2 separate regions of the Arachis hypogaea genome follow, and region 1 is linked to region 2. A link is a contact called in public Hi-C data. All regions are on one chromosome and are shown on one strand. The core of a region is the stretch at or near the end of the contact, and the rest is flanking DNA. Distances in the headings are between cores, read along the strand shown. Region 1 holds the start of LOC112729706 (protein FAR1-RELATED SEQUENCE 5-like). Region 2 holds the start of LOC112726893.

Region 1 (5,760 bases), core at 3,235-5,734, 190 kb before region 2:
ACTCTCTTCTCTACACTCTTGTGCGCCATCTTTCTTGCGCTCAACGCTGGAGCACGCTCAACATGAATTAGCATTCTTGAGCTCGTTGTCCATCCCCAGCAGCGTCTCCAATAGCGGCGGCATTACTCTCTGCAACAGCATCTCTTAGCTCTCTATCCATTCTCCTTCGTTTCTAGTGATGTGTTATGCTTCTGCAAGGTTAATGTGAAGGTTAATGAGTTTTGATTTTTGTTCATTTATTGCTTTCTGCAACTCTTACCTTCTTGCTGTCCATCATTCTGTATCCATTCAAAACATGCACGGAGAAACTCATAATGGCACCCAAAAATATTACTCAATGTTTTCTGTCTATTCATGAAAAATCTTTAAGCACTCTATAATAAAAATTTCTTTTGATTTTGATTTTGATTCATCATATATTGTTTATGAAACTTAGATACTTTTAATTTATAAATCTTTGAAAAAATTCATTATGTTATTATCTCAGTTGTTAGTAGAGCTTTGTTGTGGTAGAGCTTTGATAATGGCTACTGCACAATTGATTACAAGGTTTTTATATGTGTTTGTGTTAATAATATGTTTCTTAATAATATGCAGTGATTATTTGAAATGGAAAAAGATCCAAATATTAAGATGCTGCGAAGAAGTACAAATACAAAGAAATCTGAAACAGAAACTACAAGGAAAATGCAGCAGAAAACTCTTGCAGAACTAAAATCTCGGGTATGCACCCATTTAAAAGAGATTTTGCACACTTTACTCAGGCCACTTTGCACCCATTTGAATGAAATTTTGCACACATGAATCAGACAGTTTGCACCCACTTTAATGAGAATTTGTACACCTTATTGAGCATAGTTTGCATCCAATGTAATGGATTTTTTGTACATATGAATCGGACAGTTTGTACTCACTTTAATCAGATTTTGCACACATCAATTCGACAATTTGCACCCACTTTAGTCAAGTTTTGCACACCTTACTCGCACAGTTTGCACCCAATTTAATAAGATTTTGCACATATGACTTAGCATAGTTTGCACCTATTTATATCTAAATGCGAGTATTACTTTATTATGATTATGATAATTTATTATTATTGTTATTTCTTATTATTTTCCAAAAAAACATGGTTAAAATTGGGTGAAGATTTTTTTTCTTTATGTTTGCAGAAAGTGATAGAATGTCGTTGTTCTTCCGTTTCGATTTTCACAACGATAAATTCTCTTACAAAAGAGCAAAAAGTTGAAGTTGATAAAATGGGATTCTCATCCATGAAGGCTATTCAAAATTGGAAAATTGATAGGCGGTTATTCCTCGCACTTGCTAAAGCATATAACACAACAAGCAAACTGGAATTAGTTGTGGGGGATATTCGATGTGATAACAGACAAAATTGGGTTAGCTCTAGAATTACCTTCAATTGGTAAAAGTTTTCCAGAAGAAGAAGATTGGACTTCAGAGCAAGAAAGATTAGTTGCCCCGTTCAAGTCTGTGACAAGCCCATGGTTACAAGAAGTATTACATTCAAGAGAATGTAATATTTCAACATCCAAAGTGAGAGATTACTTTAGGAGAGCATTTATAATGTTCGTTCTTAGCTCATTTTTGACACCAACAAGTAGCGTTGTCACATCCCCAAAGTACTTACGTGCCATTGTTGATGTAGATAATATCACAAGATACAATTGGGCAAGATTTGTGCATGATGAGCTTATGAAAGGGTTCAAAAATTCAAGAAAAAAAATACATTAAGTATTGATGGTTATCTTTATGTTTTGATGGTAATCAGTCTAATGTACTTATCTTTTTTTCATTTTTTGATTTTTTTATGATAATCATTACATTTATTATTTTTCTTATAGATTATCTATTACCACAAAAACACATTCGGAGATAAGGAAAATTATATGGGGCCTCCACCACCATGGATTGCTTATTGGGATAAAGAAAAACTTGCAAAGAAGTTGACATAGGAGTCATCAAAGCAAAGGCCAACGATTTGTTTTATCTATTTTATCTTGTTAATTCAATATAGCTTTTTTTTTTAATTGATGATTGCTTATAATATCCAGAATTCTTTCGATTTATGCACCCACTTAATACACATTTCTAAGTTGAATTCTTTTCACTTCTAGTTATCAGCTACGTTTTGTTTATCCAAGAGAAAATATATTAATTAGGTTTTATCCTTTTTGTGTTCTTACGTGATGTGTGTGCTGTTTGAGATACATACAACTGTACTGAATTCCTAATTGTTGAAATCCTGCTATCTATATAGAATGCTCAAATGGCATAGTTATAGTTATGTTAGTGCCTCAATTTCATTCTAAAGTCTTTCTTCATAGATATTTATGTATCATAGTAAACAAATATACATAAAAATTTTTTTTTTAAGCAAACTTAACAAAAGTGGATGCAAATGTTGTCATAAACATGTTAATAATACATTGAAGCCTAAAAAATATTAGAATAAGAAAATTGTACTAAAGGCATATTCAAACACATGTTAGAATTCTAGCAAATAGAATATGATAACCACTTGATACTTTTTAAATACTAATATGCTAATTCCTATGTGCAAAATATAAAAATTCATGTTTAGAAAAGTACCTGATAGCCACTTGTTATCTTCTAGATCATATTCAATCAGAAAATCTTCCCATTGACTTTGAAAATCATCTTCTAAAATAGACTCTCAAACAATATTATTTAAATCACCTTGTAACTCTTCATATCTCTTGTGTCTTTTGAATTTTTCTAGAATCTTTTTCGTAATGTGTCAAATGCATAACCTATGACGTGTCTCTGGCATCACATTCTCAATTGCATCTCGTATTCCGAGGCATTGGTCTGTTATAATGCCTTTAGGAGCCTTTCCATGCATACATGTAAGCCAAGCATTAAATAACCAAGTAAACGAGCCTGAATTTTCCTTAGTCAACAAACCACACCGAAGAAGCACTGAGTTACCATGGTGATTAACCTCCACAAAGAAACCAAATGGCATATCGTAACGATTGGTTTTATAAGTGGTATCAAACGAAACTACATCACCGAAGTACTCATATGCTACTCTACTTCGAGCATCAGCCCAAAATATAGTTTTGAAACGCTTGTTTTGATCAAGTTCAACATCAAAATAAAAATCAATTTATATCCTTCATCCGTGTAAAATACTTCAACATCTCCCTAGCATCCATTTCTTTTGTAACATTGCGTACCTTTCTGTTGAGATAGTTCCTAATATCTTTTTCCATTAAGTTTATCTTAGAGAAACCCCACGATTCACCCACCAACACTTGATATGTTTTGCTTGGTCTCACACCTACTTCATCATTCCTCTCAATGACTCGATACATGTGCATACTCATCTCTCTATTATGTGTCAACAATTTTGCCATCTCTGGATCACAAGGATGTGAATGATCCAAACACACCTTCGATATAATCCAAAGACCCTCCTTATTCAACCTAATAGAAATCCTTGCGGGGCAATTGTAGTTGGTTCTAGGGTTGGTCTTTTCTATTGGTAAAACTCTAGACTTGCGTTTCCTCTCTCTATTGCAAGTGATCATTTGATTCTTAGGAACCTTATCTTTACCAACTCTTCGAGTAAACCTTATCTTAGTAACAAAACCAACGCGCTTGGCATAATTCTGATAAAATTGATTTGTATCATCAATGGTTCCAAAACACATGCCAACCTTGGGCACATCCTGTAAAAAAGTTAGCATATATCAGATAGTAAAACAAAATCTCATTAAAGAATGTGCAAACTATGTTAAGTCATGTGTGCAAAATCTCATTAAACTGGGTGTAAACTGTGACGAGTAAGGTGTGCAAAATCTCATTAAAGTGGGTGCAAACTGTCTGATTCATGTGTGCAAAAAATCATTACATTGGATGCAAACTGTGCTGAGTAAAATGTGCAAAATCTGATTAAAGTAGGTGCAAAATGTCTGATTCATGTGTGCAAAATTTCATTCAGATGGATGCAAAGTATCCTAAGTAAAGTGTGCAAAATCTCATTAAAGTGGGTGCAAAATGTATTGAGTGAAGTATCTCGATTACTCTTAGGTATTGAATCAACAAAACCCTTTTGCATAAATAAGAGTCCTTAACAAATTTCTAATAAATTGTTACTAATTAGCTGGGACATAAAACTAACTACTGTTTTTATTGTTGTTAATTGGAGTTTCTTTGATGCCTTCAAAGATTAGCCTTTTGTTAATTAAGAATTGAAATAATCTACTGGAGATCTTTACCATTTTTTAGAGATCAAATCAATCCAAGAAAGATACTCCACATTAAAGCAAGTTAATTCAGTTGAATACAGTTCACACAACTATAAAATTACAAAGATAATCCCCTATTTAATGTTCATACAATATTATAACGTTCTCTAACTGCTAACTAGTTTGTAAAGTTAGAATACAACTTTTTGTAAAAAAAAAAAAATAGCATACCTTTTTGAATCCCATAACTACTCATCATGAGTCATAAGATCATAAGAAATATGTCATACTACTAAGTACTAAATATTAATCTCCTTCCTTCTCTCTCTATATCACTCCAAATATTTGTTTGTTCATCCCTCTATTGATTGCACTTTTTTACTTTAGTTACTTTTAAGCTATTATGGAACTAACTGTACAAAAGAGAATGCAAAACAAGATCCTACAACAACAGACCGCATTTGAATGCATCACAAACCCAACCAAAACAAAACAACTACAAAAAACACAACACTACCTATTAACTAGCTTAGCCTCACTTTCCTAACCCTTGGAAATTTTGTAGCTCCAACTCCAAGAAAATCATAGAACATGTTTACTGTTATAGAACAATTACAAATTCGATGCTTCTACTTCTACTTCAGGTTCTTAGTAGCTAAGGTTAGATTAGTTTCATTGAGCATGCATCTTGTCTTATTATCTATTTTTCTTTCTTATTTATTTCTATACTTATTTCATATAAATTAATAAATTATTATTTTGTTAGGAGGCCAAACTAGGTGAAATATAAAAAGACAACAACAGTACATAACTTAAATTACATTGAAAAATCAAAACAACAACAAGAAACACTAACATTTTTTATATTTTCTGTCTTAGTCATTTCATCAAACAGTTGGTTTGCGTTAATTGTGCATTGTTGCATTATGAAAATCAAAATCGAATAAGGTATAATTTGGATTCTGTATATTCAATTTAAACTCTATTATGAAAAACAAAAACAGCATGCTTTGCGAGCTCAGAAATTCATAATCATAATCATCATTGTGTTCATTGATGCACTATGAAAATCATTACAAAAATCATGAAATTAGAAGAGAGAGAAACTGCTTACTTCAATATTCTGTTCTTCTAAACGCTGATTCCATCATTAACATGGAGCGAGAGAGTGAAATTCTGAGTTATTCTGCAGCTGAGAAGGAATGAGCGACAGGGAAGAAAATTTTTATCCAAGAGTAAAAGGTGAAACTTCAAGCTTTGTCAACAAAACTGCGATCGTTGCGTATCCGGCTAGTTCCTTGGAGAGGAGCGTGAGAGAAAGCCGTTTGTGATAACGCGTGAGACAATCCTGATATAAAAACACATGCTGGTTGAATGATGGTTAGATCTTATTATATTTGCTGGTCCCTGAGAGTTTTCGTTTTGGGAAAAAAGAAAAGCGTGTGGTAAAGGAGCGTGAGTACACGCTCTCGATATACATTTGGACTTTATTTTGTTTGAGGTATAAGAATACTAATGCTGA
Region 2 (6,502 bases), core at 521-3,020:
ATGTTCATTGCCCTCTAATCTCTATCACGTCCTCTTTTCTTATTGGGCTCAAATTAAGAATATAATTAGAAGCCATTCAAGCAAAGCAAAGCAACACAAATTTACTAGTACATTATATCAATAAACTAGTTATCATAACCGAACCAGTAATCGAACCATTCAGAGTACTGGGTCACTGGTTCAACCAGTGGGTCATGGTTGAACTGGTTGACCCGGTATCACTTAAATAAAAATATAAAATCATAAAAAAAAGTTCAAATTAAAATTTGAAATACATATTACTACTGACACTTTAACAATAATCAAGTCTCAATTCCTAAAAATAACTAATACAAAAATAGACATTAAATCCAAAGGACATACCCATTGTTGCTTATGCATTCCTTCACTTAATTTGAAACACACTTGGTAAACTCAATTACCACTCAAAAATTATGATGTAAACAAGTACAGACTTTGATATAACAATACAATACAGAAAAAAATCAACAATGATATTAAATAAATAATCAAAAGGCATGGTGATATAAACAAGTAAAAGGACTTTGATACAACAAAACAAACACTCCATAATAGCATTCTCTTCCACAGAATTATGATCCGCAAGTTTATATTGGTCACTTCCAAACTTAGAAATTCAATGTTTCTTCTCTTATTATATCCACATAGATTTACACACAACTTATAAACATCACAAACTTTTCCTCTTTTCATTATCTAATAAATCTAGATATTGCCAATCTTGACATGATCATCACCACTGATGAATTCACAGGCAACCTTGACCATGATAAAAATTCCCTTGACCCAATCATCTTCCTACTTATCACTATTGATAAGCTCAAAACAATGCACACAGCAGCAGCCAAAGTAAGCAACACACCTGAATAATTCCCCCCTGAACAGCTTTGGAGAACAATATGAGAACCATCCTTTCCATCAATATCACCATGAGAGTTATTCATCTTCATAACCTACTATCTAATCAGTATAACTAATCATCAATTTATCAAATAAGCATCAATTCATCTAAACCAATTAGCATCAATTTATCTAAAACTACATTAAAACTGAAAAATACTAAGCATAAAAAAATTAATAGAGATTAAAGACTAACTGAAAAAAAAAACAATAAAACAAAAATCACCTACAGAAGCAGAAGTAGAAGTTGAGTCAGGAAAGGAGCAGCTTCGGAGTTCTGAGCTTCAGAACAGCCACACCTAAATCAACTTCATCATTACAATTACAGGCTAAGATTCTCTAAACAGGAACACTTTATTCTTAAGACATAAACCTAAAAAAATTAGTTAAAATTATGGTATCAACCCTTCAACAGTACCATTAATTTGATCAGAAAATTGATTAAACTTCAGTTACCGCAAAATGACAAATTAATTAATTAGGTAAAAAGAATGCAAGAATCTGTGAAGTGTGGAGTGCGAACCACGGAAGACAGGGCCAAAGGAAAAACAGGGGAATGCAGCCAGGGACTCACCGCAGCTGCTTGGCGACGGAACCGGCGAGAAGGAGACGACGTCCGAACCAGGGCTGGCAATTGCTGGTTGCTTCTGTTTCTTCTTGCTGAGCCGGCGACGACGAGACCAAGGAGGGCGGCGACACGCGAACTACGGCGGAACGCCAGCGACTGTGAATGAAGACAATGAGAGAGTTTGAGAGTCAGGGTGTCGCTGGTCGGCTGGTGTGAGTGAGAGCTTGAGAGGCGGATGTGATGTGTGAATTAGGGATTTGGGGCAGTTTAGAGAGTGGCTCGACCCAAACAGGTGACCGGGTGACTGAGATTTTGATCGAACCGGCCGAGGCGAACCGGGTTTGTTTACTATGCAATAAATAATTCTAGACTAACTGGTTTACTTGTTATCATCATCATACAATAAAACACATTGCATTATGCCATTAACTTCAATAACCAACCTTTTAACTTGGAAAGAGCTTAATCTCAATTTGCTCAGCAATACAACGTAGATAAAAAGACCAGATTAGACACTTAGCAGGTAAATACAACATCATCTAAAACTTTATTTTACTTAGAGTTAAATGTTTTAAATAATTGCAGAGTCAAAGTAAAGTGAGAATTTTAAGATGGATGAAGGTAAACTTTTTAGAAAGGATTAAATATTACAAATTAGATTTAAGTATTATTAAATTTTATTTCTAAAATAAATCAATTATAATGTGGAAATTAATATTTATATTTAATGCCTATTAAATTTATGCCTTTCATGGCTCGTATTGATGTGACAATATGGAATAAACAGAAAGTGAAGGAAAAGTTACCAATCGCGCTATTTAATTTTGAATTGATATAGTTGCCAATTGAGCTACAATCTCAAACCATCACTACTGCTCGTGAGGATAATCACTATTCACTAGCACCTAAAACCAAGTCAAATAGAGGAGTAATTCTCAGTTTTACTAGCAGATATTGTATGAAATGCAACTAGTGAAACAGAAATTTTAAGACTAGAATTAAAAGCACTACCATTTACATCACTTTGGCTATTAGCCTATTACCATGGGCAGCCAAACATACATAACCCTATTGGCCACCCAAAAAAATTGACATCTTAGACTAAAGATTGCCCTTACAACATTCTTTTCCAGGACACTTCCTCAGAATACTTTTGTTATACTGACAAAAAAATCTAGTCAAATTACCTTTCCAGAATGCACTGCTAGAAATAACCTAAGTCAGTGAATAACCCCAAAACAGATAACCTACTTAAGACTACAAATGGAACATAGAAGTCAACTGGCTTGGTTTGACAGAACTATCACCTCAGTACTACTGCAAGAAGTACTGCCAGCACCCACAGAAGCACAGTTAAGAGCTACGCTAGAAGCAGTGTTTGGAGTACACAGGGTCGGAGCATTGCCCTGCGGATTTTGATCGACCTGCAAGTCGTGCTCCGGTAGCCCTGGTGATCCCTTTGTCAGATGTTCGTCGTTTGGATTTCTGTCTGTATCAGCGGGAAAGGAATCGGCCTTAACATCTGTGGATGGCTTACTATTATCATCAACACAATCCACAAACTTCTCACATAAATCAGAAGATACAGGAAAGGATTGGCAATCTTCTGTATCTGTCTGGTGCTTAGGTGGTTCAGTTGGGTGTACTTCGGCTTCATCAGAGCCTGGTGTGGTTACCACTTTGGAGTTTGTTTCGCAATTATCGGGACAATCTTCAGTGATGTCCTTTGACTGAAGGTGCACCGAGTCATTGGTTGTAGGAACTGCTTCACCAGAGTGACAACCATCTCTAAGACATTCTGTTTCCTCATAAGTATTGCAGCAGTTGTTTGATTGACCATCTAAATCTACTTGCTTCTCATCATCGTTCAGCTCGACGCAATCAAGACTAGTATTCTTACGTGTACCGGCGTCTTCAGTTCCATCATCAGGGGGATTTGCAGTGCTTATGTCTTCCACTGGCAAATTTTCATGGCAAACAACTTGGCATGTGATATCTTCTGGACATTTATCATGAAGTTTAGTGTTGCCATTATTGTTGGGTAAGTTATTCAATGAACCCTCAGGAAGAAGACTGCCAGATTCAGTAGGCATGGTTTTATCCATCATCTGGTCATCATTAGAACAAGGGATGTCGGCAGAATTGTTCATTGACTGAGATCCAAATGATTCTGCCCCTTCACAATTATTTGCCACCTCGCCTTCTGTATGATCTTTCAGAAGATTGGAAGCTGCAAGAAATTGCATGGAGCAATTAACAATGTTGAAATTTTCAGAGTATGAAAGAAGAGCAATGGCCATCTCAAATCATACATGAGGACCCGCAACATACCTTCTGCAGTAATCACAGTTTCCTCAGCAAACTTATGCTTCAACATCTTCTTCTGCAGCATATCTACATGAGGGAATATCAACAGACTCATGCTCTTTATTATTTTCTTGTTTTCCAATTCAAGCGGCTCAAACCCAAAAACAGAAGTCCAAGTTTCTCTCATTTCTGAGATAGCTGGTATGACCAATAATTCAACATTTAAAGAGCTAAGTGCCTGAAAATAATCATAGAAACGGAGGATTTTAAGTCATCAAAGTGAGAAGAAGGTCCAAAGAAAACTTGATGAAATGAAAGAACAAAAGGATTTCACTCTACAAAAGCACACATAATAATTTACTAACATAACGTATCATCTATCAAAGTGAAACATTATTCTGCCCAGAGAATGGCCATTTAATGTTGGCCCTTAAGGGCTGAAAGCTCCTTTTTACTTCGCCAAATTGTCAATATGGAAATAGAAGTGAACTTTTTAGACTAGTAACACTTGCTAGTGTTAAATGGTACATATTGCTTTCTTTTCAAGATACAGTGTAAGCAAAGGACTCCATTTATTTGCAACACCGCCAGTGTTCAGAGACTGAACGTAGAGCATCTACTAAGATTTACTTCATTTTCTCCACTTTCTATGAATAAAGCAAAAGGAAATAATAGCATCCCCAACATAAATTCTGTTACCTAGCTACCCTTACCTCAGCAGAATTCATGCCTTTCGCATTCTTTCTCTCAGTCATACTTCAGCACTTACATGTAGGGTCTCTAATGCTTGGCTCACCCCACCCCCCCCCCCCTTTTTCTTCTTCTAAATAATGAGCAAGGCTCTTGATTAAATTCTCTGCAACCAAACCTAGGGATAAAAATATAACAGTTTCAAACTTACACATTCAATGCCATTTAGAAGCCGGCGGCACATCCCTTGTCGCCTATACATAAAACGGGTCCCAATAAATGGCATCTCTGCTAGTTGATTTCCATGAATCCTATTTGATAAATAAAAAAAGTAAGTCATCAGAATATAAAGTAAGCTTTCTTCCACTGGCCAAAAGGGAACTTCACAATGTATGGTGGAATACATAAAGAAGATTAAATAATTAGTTGTTTTCACCACCGAAAATATATTAATTCCATACCAAGGCCTCGCTGCATACATACTGGCCATTGTCCAGTTATAAACAGTGAAAGCATTCATAAAATTCAAGCATATATTTACCTGATAGTTGCAGTAGCAACGATTTCATCCCCTCGCTCGAGAATTGCAGTAATGAATCCACTATAGTTCAGACGTTTGAAGTTTGACCTGACAAAGGTAAAAGAATAAAACTAAAATATATGATATTATGAATGATATGATACCAATCCATCCAAGGAAAAGCAGGCACACACAACTTAAGGAGAATTCGGTTGCAAAACACAACCACCTAGGCCCACCCCAAGAAAGGCCATTAAAATGACAGAGAAGTGGTCATGTAACCTTACCCACAATTATATAGAATGCCATGGATCAGATTAATCCCGCTTCTCTCATCAATGTATGGCATGAAGCACTCATCCATTACCGATAATGCAACAGCCAGCTTGGAATTACATTCAATTATCTCAGGTTTTGTCTGAGAAACATCAAGGGCAACATCTGATCTCCGAATTAAAGTCAAAGAAAATCCATCTTCAATTTCACGCTTAACCCCAAGAAGCATTTCAAGCCTCTCTGATAACTGGAAGAGAAGACAGTAAAACAGATTAACTTGATTAAAATAATAATAAATGTCAACAGATGACAAATTCCTTCAATAAGGATACCTAGAAACGAGGGCTAATAACTGAAATGAAAACTATAGGTCTTTGTAAATCAGAAAGGAAAGGATAGCCTATAGAGTACTCTAATTCAAACACAACCAATTGCAACTGCAGAGTGAGACATATTGCCTGCTCACAGACTTGTGGGCTGTAAACCACACTCACAAGAACATGCATCATCTCTGTTTATCAATGAACCTATCATATAAAACCTAGCTTTGTTCCCCATAAATGTTCCATTTCTCAAATTTTACTGAAATAAAATCTAAGCAAATATGTAGTCTCTTGCAAGGTACTTTTCTACATGAATCAGGCAAATTCAATGTAAATAGAATAATCAAAGTAAAATCTATTGGAAGACATAGATTTTACAACTAAAAAAAGTTGAATACTGTGTATCTCTCAGTTTAACGAAAACAGTAAAACCCCAAAGAAGCAAGTTACAGATAATGCTACTTACTCATGCCAAAATAATAGGATTTACATCAAAAGCTGAGTTGTAATACAAAATAATCCGATCCGCATTAAAGAGGCTAGCAAAAAAACTATTTACATAGCAGCAACTACTTTAAGTCAAAAGCTAAGCAAAACTCCAGTTACTAACTACTACATAATAATAACCTAGCATCAACCAAGCAGACTAACTAAAACTTACACATAGCGACCAAGATTCTAATGCATTAAAAACTAGATCATACCTCTTGGCATCTGTTTCCACAAAAGGAGGCATCTCTGGAATCATCAGGCTTGGCACCATTTTCTTCTGCACAGTCTCTGTGGTCTACAAAAGATTAAAAAAACTTATTCATTTCTTACAGGGAAATAAAACATTTCATCTTGGGAAATGATTATCACAATTAACAAAGGGATATATGTATGCATAGTAAATAC

Evidence for each region. Hi-C and Micro-C count contacts between places; a contact is called where the count stands out from the background.
Region 1: a contact with region 2 is called in a Hi-C map of leaf, with 2.6 times the contacts expected there. The contact joins the promoter of LOC112729706 here to the promoter of LOC112726893 in region 2. A contact is called at or near these places in 2 of 8 Hi-C or Micro-C datasets (leaf and an unstated tissue).

What each region holds. Positions count from the first base shown.
Region 1 is chr12:12,960,254-12,966,013 of arahy.Tifrunner.gnm2.J5K5, reverse strand. LOC112729706 (protein FAR1-RELATED SEQUENCE 5-like) reads right to left here and starts at 4,484. Exons shown (of 3, transcript XM_025779867.1): 1 at 4,470-4,484; 2 at 3,225-3,719; 3 at 2,783-3,115. The coding sequence starts at 4,484. The coding sequence ends at 2,783.
Region 2 is chr12:12,771,152-12,777,653 of arahy.Tifrunner.gnm2.J5K5, reverse strand. It overlaps LOC112726893, which reads right to left and starts at 1,770. Exons shown (of 3, transcript XM_072208840.1): 1 at 1,496-1,770. It also overlaps the pseudogene LOC112726892.